Regions from separate parts of the Mus musculus genome. Here regions 1 and 3 are each linked to region 2. A link is a contact called in public HiCAR-type data. All regions are on one chromosome and are shown on one strand. Each heading gives the region's core, a stretch centred on a gene start, on an enhancer-like site or on the middle of the called end of the contact. The rest is flanking DNA. Distances are from core to core; before and after follow the strand shown. Region 1 holds the start of Gmps (guanine monophosphate synthetase). Region 2 overlaps Arhgef26 (Rho guanine nucleotide exchange factor (GEF) 26). Region 3 holds the start of Rap2b (RAP2B, member of RAS oncogene family).

Region 1 (4,835 bases), core at 1,821-4,320, 1.5 Mb before region 2:
GCCTGGCCCAAAGAAAGACTATCATAACTAGGCAAAGAGTCCTGGGATATTAAAGAAAGCTAGCCAATTGTAAGTTTGGAAAGAAGCAAGAAAGCCAGCCTGCAAAGCATCATTTCGCACATGTTAAGTCTTGACTTTCCTCAATGATAAACTGTGTCCAAGTGTGTAAACCAAACCAACCCCTTTCCTTACCAAGTTGCCTGTGGTCAAAATGCCTTATTATAGAAAATAAGGGAACTAGGACAAAAGGGCTAAGAGATATGTATTGGACAATAATGCAAAAGTAGAAGAGTGGGAATGAATGAAACAAAATTTCCCATGTCCCAAAAGCAACTGAAGTTGGATGATAAATCCAGTGCACTATTTTGGTCTGGGCTCTTATCATGGTTTCTGCAAGACCTGGGACTGGGGAGAGGATCCAGAGAAGGGACTAGAAGGGAGGAAGAGAAATGGGAGAAACACAGAAGAAGATGTAGGTCAGTTAGACTGCCTGCCTGCAAAGTAAGAAGCCCTTTAGTGGTCTTGTTTCAATTTTGCCACCATTATGAGAAAATCAAGAGCTTACTAGCATCAGATGAGACAACATAAAATGGGGCTAGACAATGACAGGTGGCGCACAAATTTCTGAACAAAGAAAAATAATACAGTTTTAAGTTCTTTACTCCTGTGCCTTTTAATTATCATTCTCATGGCTATAGCTAACTGTTAAGTCATAGTAACATAATCATTATATAGTGTAGTGGTATAGTACTTTACAGCCCAGGTCCACCGGCCCAGGGCTGGCACCTCCTACAAGGTAACCCATCCTATCCACGTTTAAAAAAGAAAAAAGAAAAAAATGACCTACAGACTTGCCTACCGTCCACCTGGGAGGCATTTTCTTAACTGCTTTCTATTTATCTTTCCAAATAACAAAAAGCCAAACAGAACACTCATTTATATAAAATATTGGTACAGAATTTCTAAAAGTTTTAAAAACAAGGGCTGGGTTAATGGCTCTGGGGTTATGAGCACTGCACTGCCTGCTCTTCCTGAGGATCCAGGTTCAATTCTTTGAACCCACATGGCAGCTCACAACTGTCTGTAATTCCAGTCCCAAGGGATCTTATGTCATTTTCTGGCCTCCATGACCACACGGGCACGAACATGTGGTACACAGACACACTTGCAAGAATAACACCATAAATGTACGTGTGTGTGTGTGTGTGTGTGTGTGTGTGTGTGTGGAGGAGGCTAGCCTTACACTGATGTATGTCTTCTCACTGACGGTGCTGGAATAGCATCTGTGATGGTTAATCCTAATAGGCCAGCTTAAGAATTACTTTATTACTTTTATTAAGTTTTTTTGCATTTTATTTTTAAATTCCTTATAACAGTGTTGTGCCTATATGTTTGTCTGCACCATTTGCATGCAGTGTCTACAGGGACCAAGTGAGGATGTTGGATCATCTGAGCTGGAATTACAGACAGCTGTGAGTTGGCCACTCTACCACATGACCTTGACATAAAATTTAGCTATTCACCTTAAACTCAAATAAATCACAATGATCAAAAATATCATCTTAAGAAAATATTGAGCCGGGCAGTGGTGGCACACGCCTTTAATCCCAGCACTTGGGAGGCAGTGGCAGGCGGTTTTCTGAGTTCGGGGTCAGCCTGGTCTACAGAGTGAGTTCCAGGACAGCCAGGGCTACACAAAGAAACCCTGTATCGGAAAAAAAAAAGCAAAATAATAATTAAAAAATGTTGAAAAAATACTGAAATAATTTTGTGAAAATATTCTTCTAGATCGCAGTAGGTTCTATAAAACCGCAGCGAACTCATCCACCATAAAGATGAGTTCCAGTGAGTTGTAAGATTAAAAATTAAAGACAAATGTACAAAACTGTAAGGTGAGACTTATTCTTCAGACCATGACAGGTGCCTAGGTTTGAAAATATAGGAGCTACCTAATAATGTTTATTCATTTGTTCAACACAGGTTTTTGAATGATTCCTACATATTAAGCAGCCATTCGCGAGTTTGTGACACTTAAGCTCCATGTTTGCAAGGGCAGAAATTATTCCTGGCTCTAGAACAGCTATCCAAAAGTTTGGAGTTTCATACACCCGAAGAGAAATTTAACCAGATTGCTAAAGCTAGGTCACAAGCATGCACAAGCGTGATGTACACCTTGCTAAAGTAAATTATATTCCAACACCGCAGTTTCTCGATGACAAAACTGACTTTGTGAAGGTCAGAAAGCTCTCCAGGTCAAAGACGATTAGGTCGGAAGGGAAAGGGGACCAATTCAGACCAGGCAATTAAGAACGATGTCTAAGGCTGGGAGTTGGAAGCCACAAACGGGCATCAACGGCCCAACGCTCTCGCGTCTTGGCTAACGCAGTTAACTTTTTCCAGCACCCGTGGAGAACCTGGCTCCCAAGAAAAGGCCCCAAAGGCGGGAAAATGTCCCCGAAAACTAGCACGTAATACACGAGACAGAGTGCGCAGGAGCAGAACCTTTAACTCTACCCCTCCGAGGATGGCGGGAGAAGAGGGTGAGAAGCACACCTGGGCCCAGGAACAGAAGCTGTGGTCAATAGAGTCAGAAAGGCCTGCACTAGGCTGGAAAGAATACAGGCCCGCCTGGCCGGACCGCCGCAGGCGAGGCCCCGACCCTGCCCTGCGGTTGAAGGGCCCCGAAGTCCCCAAGAATCGCGGCCCACAGCCAGGTCGCCTCTCCGCTGGAACTCGATGCTTCACTAGCAAAGCCAACAAAGCGCCTCGGATGCAATAAAGCCGCGCCGCAGGCCGGGCTGACACATGTAGAGCGCCACTGACCCGGCCGAGGGAGACGGACGGACCCCCAGGTCTCGCTCACGCTGCCGGAGGGCGGCAGAGACGCCAATCACAGACTGACCTTGGAATCTCCGTTGCACAGGGCCATCGGGGACCAACGCCGCGGGTGCAGACTGCTGGCAAGGCCTGGACGCCAGAGGCTCAACACCGGGACCGGCAGAAGCGTGAAGAACAAGAGCAGCCCGGAACCTAACAGCGGCCTCAGAACACAGAAGCGCGCGCAGGCCCTGCCTCCAGCTTCCGCCCGACCTCCTCTAACCGGCCCCGCCTCTTAGAGGCGGGACCATGCAAGCCCCGCCCTCGTCGTCACCCCGGGAAGATAACACCAAACCTACCAGAAAGGAAAGCATCAGCCATGCCCCCAGTCTGGGCAATAGAACTGGATGTGATAGCTGACAATAATTAAGTAGTGGCTACATACCACCTCAAACTTCAAGTTTTTATAAACTGCAAGATACATTTAAGTAATGGATTCACCGTGTCACAAATAGTGGCTCAATTTTTCTGGTTTTTTTTTGTTTTATTTTGGTTTTGTTGTTTTTCTAAATAAGGTCACTCAGCAGACCAGGCTAGCCTCAAAGTTACATCCAGCTGCCTCTGACTCCTAAGTGCTAAAATTAAAGGTGTGTGCCATCACCTCTGTTTTTTAACAATAAGCTGTAGATTCCTCAGAGAGCCTACCTTGTTGAAGAAATTATATTTATTTGATTGCCTGTTTAGTTTTTGTTTGTCTGTTTCTTTTTTCTTTTGTAAGAATGTATGGTAGCCAGTCACCACCTTTGATCCCAGCAATCTGGAGGCTGAGGCAGGCACATCTTAGTTCCAGGCCAGATTTTTTTTTCTTTTTTTTTTTTTTTTGGTTTTTCAAGACAGGGTTTCTCTGTATAGCCCTGGCTGTCCTAGAACTCACTTTGTAGACCAGGCTGGCCTCGAACTCAGAAATCCGCCTGCCTCTGCCTCCCGAGTGCTGGGATTAAAGGCGTGCGCCACCACGCCCGGCTCAGATTTTTAAAAATAAGGAAAGAAAGTAATTAAAAGAAAAATGTTCAGAGGCTCTTGATCTCTCTCTCTCTCTCTCTCACTCTGGTGCCAGAACAGCCAGGGCTATACAGAGAAACCCTGTCTCAAAAAAAAAAAAAAAAAAAAAAAAAGAAGAAGAAGAAAAGAAAGAAAGAAAGAAAGAAAGAAAGGGAAAAGGGAAAAGGGAAAAGGGAAAAGGGAAAAGGGAAAGGGAAAGGGAAAGGGAAAGGAAAGGAAAGGAAAGGAAAGGAAAGGAAAAAAGAAAACCCAACATCCTCCCATGGCCTCAGTGCCTATAAACACATGTACACATAACCCCCCCCCCCCCAACACACACACAATGAAATAAGAACTTTTGCAAGCAACAGCAAAAAAGAATGGCTGATGTGAAGGAAGAAGCCAGGTGTCATTGGTGTCCTAACACTTGCTAGTGCATCCCTGTGAGTTGGAGGCCAGCCTAGGACACATAGAAAAAGACAGGAAAGGAGAACTGCTGTGGATGATAAAGGACACAGATAGGATTTATGATAAACTATCAAGTAATAAAAGCTGGAAATGTTAAAGAATCATTTTCAGCTATCATAACAATAGTAAATTAGGACATGAAATATTAGTAGATGCTAAAATTAAAGAGTGGAAGATAAGAAGCAAGTTTTATTTATACTGTCACAGAGTATCTTCCCACATTATTACTTATGCAATGTAAAATAGCAAATTTTTCTGTCTTTGCTTGTTTTTGAGTAGAGTTTCACTGTTAACCCTTGATAGCTATGAACTAGACATGATCCAACTGCATGAGCCTCCCAAGTGTATATGCTACCACATCTTACAAAATTTAGCAACTTTAGAAGTGCCTCAAGTCAGCCTTTCTTGAGTGATCAATATGAATATCACAAATAGTACAGTAGGTCAGTGTCATGTCTCACTTGATGGTCTAAATAAAATGAGGAGAATGTTACTGTAGTTCTGCCTAA
Region 2 (4,989 bases), core at 179-2,678:
AAGTGGAACAGAGACTAACAGCCTTCCCATGGCCACCTAGCTTTGCATGGCACTAGAAGATGCCGTGGAAGACTCCTCATGGGGAGTTACAGCTGAGCCCCTTGATCCTATCCTTTAACTGAGTCATACACATGGTGGGTTTAAACTTGATTGCAAAAAGGTTGCAGACACAGAAATCCAATTTCTCACCACATCTGCCAAAGGCTGGATAAGTATTAGAAAGAAAAGCTCTACAATAACAGCACACAGTGCAGCCTCAACTCTGCTGGCGATCCCAGCTTTTAGGAGGCTGAAGATCACTGCAGCTAGCATGAGCTTCATTACAAACCTTGTCTCAAAAATAAGTATTAAGGGCAATTTATTTTTCCAGCATTTTTAGAATAGAAGTGGTCATTGAGAATACAAGAGATGTTAATCAGACTTGTAGTTCTGTCATCCCTACCCCAGGAAAGTCAGGGCTGGTACTGTTAATAGGTAATACTGTTAATAATAACTGGTGAAGTTAATAGGCTTCGTGTGAAATATCACTTGTTCAGAGTATCAAATGAAGGCTTCTATATTTTGGTCACCCACCCAAGAAGGGCTTGTGGCATTGTTGTGTGCTGTTTAAAATATTCTGCTTCTGGGGGCCAAAGAGATGGCTCAGTGGTTAAGAGAACTGGCTGCTAATCCCCAGCACCCATATAGCAACTCACAACCATAACTCCAGTACCAAGGGATCTGGCACTTCACACAAACATACATGCAGGCAAAACACCAATGTGCATAAAATAAAAATAAATACAAATCTTTAAAACAACGTTCTGCCCATTTCTCCTTAAAATATCTTGTTTGTTTATGAAAGGTACTTTTACGAAAGGTGACTATAATTTGAGTTGGAAGAAAGGGAACAGCACCCCTTGAATGTGAAAGATCATTTTCAGACCTAGAATCTAGATTCAAAAAGGAAAAAGAAAAGAAAAATTGCAACCCGAACTACATTTTCTTATATAGACTGTCTACTTTATGTTGTGATTTTCCCAAAGGAAGAAAGAATATGATTGCCTCTGAGATCCCATTTACAATTCCATCCCATCCTTATACTTCCTGTTGAAATTAAATCATTAACTGAAGCAGGAAGAGGGCAAAGCTCCCTGCCAACAATGCCTCTTTGTCAGAGCCCAGCTCCCGGTCTGGGTGGCTGACAGCACAGCTACATTCATTAGGCTCCCAGCTTCTCTGCAAAAGAAATACAAGAAAGGACCTCTGACTCTTGTTTATGATGGCTCTGTGTATCCTACAGTTACATGAATGGTTGAAAAGACCTTGCGTGCCCCCCCCGCCCCCCACTGATCACATAGTAGATATCTCATCACTGCATACATTGGACCCAAAGGGGAATCCAAATTCTACTGCAAATGCAGGAAGCCAAGGATATCACTTGCTACAGCCTGTTGGCCTGTGGGAACTGCAGCTGTCTGTGCCTCATTTTAATGAAGGTAGACAAAGGGGACTCTCCATCTCCCACATTCTTCTTGAAAAGCCCAGAAGGAAAAGAGATGAGAGTAAAACATTCCTCCCTTGTCTTCTCAAGAAGAGTAAGACTGTCTTTTTCAGAGTGTTATCTGGTTAGCAGTACAGTGACTTACGGTCCATGACAGGCAAACACAGAACACCGTGTACACAACTAAGATGCCCATTCTACAAAATAGTCAGCAGGGTTCTTATGAACAAAAGTGAAAACCAGGAGAAACCTGGGAGTGGGAAGTGGCCTTGGGGTTGTTCTAGCAACTTACAGATACCAGAAAACTAGGAAGGGGCTAATAGGAAGTAGGACATCTAAGATGTTGGGGGAAGGGATTTAGTTAGTAGGACATACATGATATGAAAGTGGTGAGACAAACAGGATAGGAAGTTTAAGTACTGATGGTGTGGAGGATTGGGAAAATAAGGGCATGAGGGAGAGTAGTCAAAGTGACTAGTGAAACAGGCATATTGAAACCAATAAGCAAATTAAAATAAATAAGAGAAGGGAGATCTCCTTCTTAGTGAGAGAATGCTCCTCCTAGAACCATGATTATTAACAGGAACCCCAGTATCACATGTAGATCTCTATCCCCATTAACACAGGGGCAGTGAAACCCTGCCACCAGACAGAAAAACAGGTAAGATAGAAACAGAGTCAACACCCACCACCTCCAGTAAATCTCACAATTGAAATGGTAGGCATTAGAATCAGTTCCCTGACAATCAGTCATGTAGAATAAAAACCTAGAGTTCTCCATGCTAATAAGGTATCTAGATAGGCTCGGAGTATCTAGTCAATGAACTTCCTTTCCTGGGCATTCCATCCTGCAGGAGGTATTTAATCTCTGGTTCACCCTGGGGGTGATCCTTTGTTGTAAAGAATGCTGCCTAGATCCCAGAGAAGGCCGGCCTTCCTTTCTTCCAGTCCCTCCATACCTTGGCACTCATTGGGAAATTAGTCAAATTCCTTCAACCTGGGCTCAGCGTGGGTAGCGGACCTGTTCCCAACTTCTCAAAGTTCACAGCAGCATCTGGGTACACAGGAGTTTAAGAAGCATAGGATCTGTCCCAGATCTCTTGCCCAGAAGAACAGACTGAGACCTCTGTCTTAGACTGCATTCTGCCTTCCCTGAGCGGCATATCTGCCAGCATCAAGGCACAAATGGACAATGTATCATGACTGCAAAATACAGGGAAACAAAGGCAGAACAAAGCAGAAAGCATCTTCCCTGCTGACTAGCTTTCATAATGCTAAAGAGTGCTCTACAGGCTACTAGGAGAGAATGGCACCAACTGTGAACCTTATGAACCAACAACCAGGCAAGATGTACTCACTACTGAAATAATGGCAAAACCATTACAGGGGCAACCATTGTTCTTTGATTGGATTCAGGACTTGTTCCGCAAGAGAAAATTCATGACTTATAGTATGAGCCTAATCAAAACCCTATAACTAGGGAAAACATAGGCCATAAGAGGCCTTAAGAGGCAACCTACTACTGCTGTTTAGTTAAACTGACACAATTGTCAAACTGTTGTCTAAACATGTTTATACCCATAGACAAATGCTGCTTTCAGCCTTAACTAGAGAAGCTTCTCTTCACAGTACATGTACATGAATTCAGAGATGGTTGGCTGCTATATTAAGGGACAGTTGAGTGGAGAGCCCTATACCACCACTTTATGGCTCAGAATATACTGAAGGAGAAAGTGATGGAAAGACGGGACAGATGATGGAGAGGTAGAAGAGCTGTAGAATGCAACTCCTAGGCATCATGTGGCCATTGCAATCATGACCCCAGCAGCTGAGTTGCCTTCACTGGGCTGGCACAAGGCTAAATCTGTCAATAGTCATGGCCAGAAAGGGGGATAACTAGAGAGGCACTGCCCATCTCCACTGAGCTATTGGCCACTGCTGGGTTCTGGGTGAGAGCTACTGGTCAATCTGACAGGATCCATTGGATATTCCATGCCCATAGTCACTCATGCAGCCCTAATTAAATACAGTTAGAAAATCAAACAAAACCACATGAATGTGGGAAAGCCATGTGTAGGGAGGAGAGGGTGAAGAGATAAAGAGAGAGAAAGGGGCCTGAGAGGGTGAGAATACTCAGAATGCAGTATGTACACATATGGGCTGTCAAACTAAGTTTACTAATTTAAAAGTACACATTTTAAAAGGGTGACAGAGACTAACAAAGAACAACATTTCCCTAAATATGGTTACTACTCTACCTTGCCTTGGATATAGAAAAACTAATTATTCTCTTTTTGTATCAGCCTAAAACTATGTTTTGGGAATCTGCTAAATACAAAGAGGGGGAAAGACATGAACGAATCCAAGACTAGAGATTAGCAGTCAACAGTGCAGGGTGAGAAAGAATGTTTAGAATTCTGTCCATGTGGTTCAAAAGATAAACTCAGGAAGGAGACAGTAAGAAGGAAAATTAAGGATAGATGAAACATACTGCTGTGCACTCAAACCCAGGAACATAGAGCAAACATCATTTTCCTAACTTAACTGTTAATGGAGCATATTAATCAAATAACACATAAAAAGGAGAAAACTGCCAGGAGTGGTGGCACATGCCTTTAATCCCAGAAGGAGGCAAGGAAGGCAAATTTCTGAGTTCAAGTCCAACAGAGTGAGTTCCAGGATAGTCAGGAGTGAACAGAGAAAAACTATCTCAAAACAAGCAAGGAAGAGAAGAGAGGAGGGGGGGGGGAAGGGGAGAGAAGAGAGAAGAGAGAAGAGAGAAGAGAGAAGAGAAGCAGACCATAAATGTGGGGGCTCAGAGAGATAACTCAGTGGTCAGAGTGACTGCTCTGCAAACATAGCTGGATCATGGTGCCCTTGTAACAAGTTAGATATTCTGAGAAATACGATTATTCCAGCTGCAGTAGTGTGCAGAGGCAGAGGCCTAAGACATAAGCCCCAGTTCAAGAAGAAGAACCGGAGTCAGAAGGACACAAAGGAAGTGATTGAAAAGGACAGGAAGCTCTCTTCTGGCTTTTGTGTGTTGCACAGGCATGTATAATATACATGTGTACATACATGCACAGAACTGTATCCAAAAGCACACGTTAAAAACAAAAACAAAAAAAAAATATCAACTGTATATTTCACAAATCTTAGATGCAAAGAACACACCTTACACTGACTAGGACTGATTGTTCAAAACCAGATAGCTTATACCATAGAGAAATGATAACTGGTTGTGGGGTAAACATAGCTTAAGTTGATTTAAAGAGAGATCATAATGTGTTATTAGTTTGTTCAGCTTTTATGCTTCCTGGCTTAAGTTTAAAACAAAACAGAAACAGAAAAGCAGGATCTCAGAACTAAGCTACAGATGTAGAGCATGTTATCATTTGCTAGACACTTAAATGACCAGTTGTCTGTGACATTGAGCGTGTCTGTTTTAAGGAGAGGGCATTTTGGTGTCCTTTTTTCTCTCTACCGGTGCTGTTTTGTATCTTGTC
Region 3 (5,101 bases), core at 1,763-4,262, 1.1 Mb after region 2:
GTGTGAGATCAAAGTTAAGATCACTTCTGACTCGGTGTGGGACATAAACAGACAACATCAAACCAAGACAAATAGAAAGTGCCCCTGTTAGTTATTCTGCCAGGTCCACTTTGCTTTCCCAGGCCTAAGAGGGTGTTACTAGCTGGGGGTGGGGGGGGAGTCGGGGAGGGGGGGACTTGCCCCTTTGCTATCAACAGTAAAGTTCATTACTCTTCTTCAGCAGAGCAGTGCTTCCTCATCTGGACAGTCAGATGCCCTGGCCATACCCTGTGAGTCTTAGGCCTTGATACTTTTCTCCACTTTTAAAGACTTGGAAACATTGTTACCCAATTTTTCATAGAAATAATCCTATCTTCAAATTTTGACACATAACTCAAAAGGCATCATGGACCTGGCCCGATCCACCTCCCCGCCTGGCACCATATTCACGGAGACTGTAAATCACTGAATATGAAACACAAAACCACAAATAGTTTGGGGTTTCTTTAAAAATGACAGTTGTATTAAAAGTCTTAAAATGAAGAGACAGTGACTAAATGAGTGGAATTAAAAGTTACAACTTGTTAAAATTCTTTTGGTACATCACAATAAAATTTTGCTCTTTGCCTCTGGAGGAACACCCTGTAACAGATAACAGACATTTCGAAAACAACAGAAAAGGAGAGCTAAAACCTGAAATTAGAACAAAATGAAGGGGGAAAAAATTCAAGACTTATGGACTTAACATTGAAAAAAAAAGCTAAAATTAATGAAGCAATTCACGGAATAACAGGTCCTATTCATCCTGGCTCTTTCAGGAAGATGCTTAAAGTAGTTTTGGGGAAAGCAGAACAGCAGATTCTGGGACATGGTGGGAATTCACAGGTTGGCACCGGCTGGAACAGCTGAGTTTGAAGGCACTCTGCAGACACAGGGGTGCTGGGCGCCCTGAATCACATTTACGAAGTCTTTGTATTGTATTTTTAAAAGCTAGTCAGCAAAATCTGTCACTGCCAACCACAAAAAAAAAAAAAAAAAAAAAAAAAAGCTATACTTACACTCATACACACACACACACACAATAGCACACACAAAAAATGTGCAGATTTGTAACATTTTTCACAGCTGATTAAAAAAAAATACTACCATTCTCCCCCCAGACTCCCCTTTGATACAGTAGGTAATCAAAATAGATTTTTTTTCCCCACAAATATCAGCAGACACTTCCTGGCACCCCACACTGTATTGGCATCAGTGTTAAACAGTCCCAGTTCACATGTGCAATACTTCAGATTGGATACACTGTAACAAGAACCCAACTTTGCATAGACATCCTCAGAATCGTAATCAGTCCCTGGGTTGCCCTTCCAAGCTGGCAGAAAAGGAACCCCTGGTCTTAATTTCTAAATAATCCTGGAAAACAAGGAAAAAAAGTTTCGTCCCCTCTTCTGGCTCCTTCATATGATTTTCTTGGACCTCTTTCCTTGTGTTAAAACTTGGAACTATGAACAGTTGCTCAGGGGAACCCTCCCCCACTGCCTCCTTCCCCTTCACTTCCTCTGCTTCGCCACCCCCATTTTTTTTTTTTCAGGTTTGAAACTTTTGCTTGCCGGTGTCAAGCAGCCAATACAGAGCCTTAATGGCTATTTAAACGGGGAAATATGCATGAACCAAAATCAACGAGGAACGTACACGCTGTATAGAGCCATTTTTCCACCGGGGTCTCAGATGCTCTGCAACGTACACCCTCTCAGACCCTGGCTGAAGGCTGGGGATGCTGGCTACACAAGTCAGCCAGGTTCCTCGGACATCCCAGCCAAGACAACAAAGTCGTCTCCAATCTCAAAGCAAGAAGACAATCACATTAAGAGAATCGGGTGCGTTTGGCTTTGTGCACAGAGCGTGGCCAGCGCCCGGCGGCAGACGGCGCCTCACAGGATCACGCAGGCCGAGCAGCAGCCCTCGTCGCCGTTGGGCTGTGCCGCGTAGTTCATCTGCCTCACGATCTCTGCGAATAGCTCATCCACTGAGGCTTTGTTTTTGGCCGATGTCTCCATGAAGGGGCAGCTCCACTCCTCGGCCAGGGCCTTACCCTCGCCATAGGAGACCTCACGTTCACCCTCCAAGTCCACCTTGTTGCCTACCAGGATCATGGGTACGCGCTCGTACCGCTTCACGCGGATGATCTGGTCCCGCATGGGCTTGATGTCCTGGAAGCTCTGCTGGTTGACCAGGCTGTAGACGAGAATGAAGCCCTGGCCATTCTTGATGTACAGGTCCCGCATTGAGGCGAACTGCTCCGTGCCCGCGGTGTCCAAGATCTCCAGCACCGACGGCGACGAGTCCACCTCGATCTCCTTGCGGTAAAAGTCCTCGATGGTCGGGTCGTACTTCTCGATGAAGGAACCTGTTACGAACTGCACGGTGAGCGCGGACTTGCCCACGCCGCCCGAGCCCAGTACCACCACTTTGTACTCTCTCATGGCTCCGTCGGCGCCCTCGTCGCGCCTGCCGCGGCCCCGTCGGGGCTGCGCGCCGGGGAAGGCTGGGCTGGGCGGACGGGTGGACTTCTCCCCTTCCTCAACTTCGCAGGAAAAACCCCGGCGAGACTAGCCCGGTAGCACGGGCTCGCCAACAGACTAGCAGAGCCCCGCGCCAGGCCGACCGGCAGCGGGGGCGCGTCCCTAGGGCGCGGGTCCCGGGCCCCGCAGCAGCCCTGTCGGAGGACCCTGAGGACAATGCGCGCAGCCGGAGCAAGACAACGGCTGGAGCTCTTCGCCCCGGCAGCCTGGGAGGGCCGGGAGGAGGTGGCGGCTGGTTGCAGAGGCGGCTGCTAATTGGGCGTCCGGCTGAGACACGCGTGGCATGAGTCCCCGCGGAACGTGCGTCCAGCTCCGCGACCCATCACTCTCTCTCCTCTGTCTCCCGCAGCCTCCGCTGGGCGAGGGCTTCCTACTCGCCGCGCGCAGCCCAGCCCTCCCCGCCCAGCCGAGCATGCCCAGTACGTCGCCCGCGGTGCCCCGCCCGAACTCCGCTCCAGCTTTTCCGCCGCATCGGGAGGGGGCGTGACAGAGGGTGTGGCAAACAGGGGCTGGGCGGGGCAGGGCGGGGCGGCGCGAATCTTGGAACTGGGCAGTCTTGCTTGTGTGTGCTTGTAAGTGGAAAGCTCGCCAAACCGAAGTCACCTCGGTCGGGGCTGTGCGGCTGCCGGCCTCCTATGGGGACAGCAGGCAGCAGCTGGCTGCGACCTCTTCGTCGGCTTGCGCTGTTAAAGGATAGACACTTGTCCCCGAACTCAGGCTGCTGCGCGCCTCTCAGGATCGTACACTTGCAGGGCATTTTTCAGGCCCCGGAAGGTAGCAGAGGTTCGTGCTCCCACTTGGCCCGGTGTTCCTCAGTTTCCCACGAAGAACTCGACCTGAGTCCCTGTCCGGACAAGGAGTTAGGGCTGGGAATCTGTGGAGAGCTGCAGCCTTCAGGGCAAGAGTTGCGGGGTCATCCTACGTCTCCCCCCTCCCCAACACCCCTTTGGTTAGAGCCAAAATATGGCTTGTGGATCGAGCCCCGTGGCTCCCGCACCGAGTCAGGGCATGCTCAGTCGGAGGAGCAGGTTTGGGGCTTGCAAGTAGGAAGGTTTCGCACCGCACACCCACACGCCAGCTCAAATTACCTCTCCCAGACTCCCAACTCATTGGCCCCAGGATGTGAGTCTCACACCCCCAAATGTTTTTCCATTGGCTGTTGCTGAGGTTTTGTCGCTTTAGACAGCTTCATTGGCTGCAAAGTCGCCTCCGCTCAGGATTGGTTATTTATAGAGATTGAGTGGAGAGGCGGAGGCCCAGCTGTTCCTTCTCCACTGCTCCCCGCCCCCTTCCACCCACTGCCCGGGCCTGTGCATCTGAAGCTGAGAGGGGAAAAGAAGGAATTTAGGTGGAGTGCTCCAAACTAAATATAGTCCTTTGTTGGTGTTCAGGAGGGAGTCTGACTTCTTTAAGCCCAGTCACGACCGTCCCTTAAAGAGAGCAACTAGAGCTCATTGCTGCTCCCCGTCTTTAAGAAACCCTGAAGTTCCTAACTTGATCTTAGCAGGAAGAAGGCTGGGATGAGCAATGAGCCACCGCAAGTTCGTGGCATCAGGGGAGGTGGGGCTGCCCGGGCTTGCCTCTTCCCAAAGCTCTGTTTGGTGGGGAGGGCAGTCTCAAGACTTGGCTCCGCTCAGTTGCACGGCGATGTGAGGTGACGCCTGGACTTGTCCCGAGTCTCTCTAGATCCTTGCTAGGAGAGATGTCGAGACCTGTCTGTGTACTGCACTGGCAGCGGGAGCCCGGGGGCACAGAGGGGTGGGGATCGGCTTTGTGTCGAGTCAACCAGGGTTAAGTAGCCAGGCTTGCTATCCCCCTGCCACTAGCCTCTGCTTTAAACGTCCTCACGGAAGGAAGAACCGAGCAGTGTTGCTTTTGGTTCCAAGTCACAGCGGTACTTAGGGCTCCATTTGGGAGTGAACCTGCTCCAGATTCTTGGCTGCGGCCCCGAGTGTCCACAGCCGCAAGTACCTGCCAGCAGAGCCAGGCAGAACCTCAGTATAATCCTGTGCCTTACTAAGGTGAAGTGCTTTCTCTCTGCCTTGGCTCTGCCTTTTAGTGGAGGAAGGGTTTTCATGGTCGACTACTGACTGCTTCGATATAATTATGCTTATATAATTCTTCAGAGAATTATCTCTGAAGCAAAACTTTAATATAGCCGGCTAGAACCCTGCCAACATTCTGCCAGTGTTTAATGCCTGCCAAGTGTTTTGCATGCACTATCTCAATTACCCCTTATAATAATAATTACTTATATGCCCATTTTAAAGATGAAGAAACTGAGGCTCCCAGGTGTTCAATAGCTTGCCTAAGAGTGGCAGAGCCAGGATTACAACCTAGGTGTTTGATTGTATAGCACTCAAAGGGCTAGTGTGCTTTCCCACAAAATTATCCCCAGCTTTTCTTCTCATGTAGAATTTCGTAATATAATCAGAGATGGACCCTCTGCTATGACCGTGCTTTGCACTCTTCTTGTGGAGATGACATCTCTCTGGAAGGCGCTTCCTCATCTACATTATGGCTCCAAGGGATGGAGACTC

What was found. HiCAR-type assays count read pairs that join an accessible place to other places.
Region 1: a HiCAR-type map of astrocytes shows a contact between it and region 2, with 2.9 times the contacts expected there. The contact joins the promoter of Gmps here to the enhancer-like site in region 2. A contact is called at or near these places in 4 of 39 promoter capture datasets (the 3T3-L1 cell line, the C10 cell line and liver) and 1 of 115 datasets of contacts at active chromatin or transcription factors (astrocytes).
Region 3: a HiCAR-type map of astrocytes shows a contact between it and region 2, with 7 times the contacts expected there. The contact joins the promoter of Rap2b here to the enhancer-like site in region 2. A contact is called at or near these places in 13 of 39 promoter capture datasets (the 3T3-L1 cell line, 3T3-L1-derived adipocytes, the C10 cell line and 8 more), 4 of 484 Hi-C or Micro-C datasets (adipose-derived mesenchymal stem cells, cerebral cortex, embryonic stem cells and 1 more), 24 of 115 datasets of contacts at active chromatin or transcription factors (the NIH/3T3 cell line, astrocytes, bone marrow-derived macrophages and 18 more) and 3 of 9 other capture datasets (adipose tissue, embryonic stem cells and pancreatic islet).

Annotation. Positions count from the first base shown.
Region 1 is chr3:63,974,378-63,979,212 of GRCm38.p6, reverse strand. Gmps (guanine monophosphate synthetase) reads right to left here and starts at 3,070. Exons shown (of 16, transcript NM_001033300.2): 1 at 2,903-3,070. The coding sequence starts at 2,929.
Region 2 is chr3:62,450,545-62,455,533 of GRCm38.p6, reverse strand. The region is part of intron 11 of Arhgef26 (Rho guanine nucleotide exchange factor (GEF) 26); the gene reads right to left. Among named protein-coding and RNA genes, the nearest start is that of Dhx36, 54 kb to the left of the region's middle. Within about 2 kb of position 1,428, at least 45 of the 459 cell types and tissues checked have an H3K27ac peak or open chromatin away from gene starts, as enhancers often do. A contact at or near this core is called in astrocytes, cerebral cortex, epiblast stem cells and 3 more, where this site is marked.
Region 3 is chr3:61,362,418-61,367,518 of GRCm38.p6, reverse strand. It overlaps Rap2b (RAP2B, member of RAS oncogene family), which reads right to left and starts at 3,012. Exons shown (of 1, transcript NM_028712.4): 1 at 1-3,012. The coding sequence starts at 2,462. The coding sequence ends at 1,911.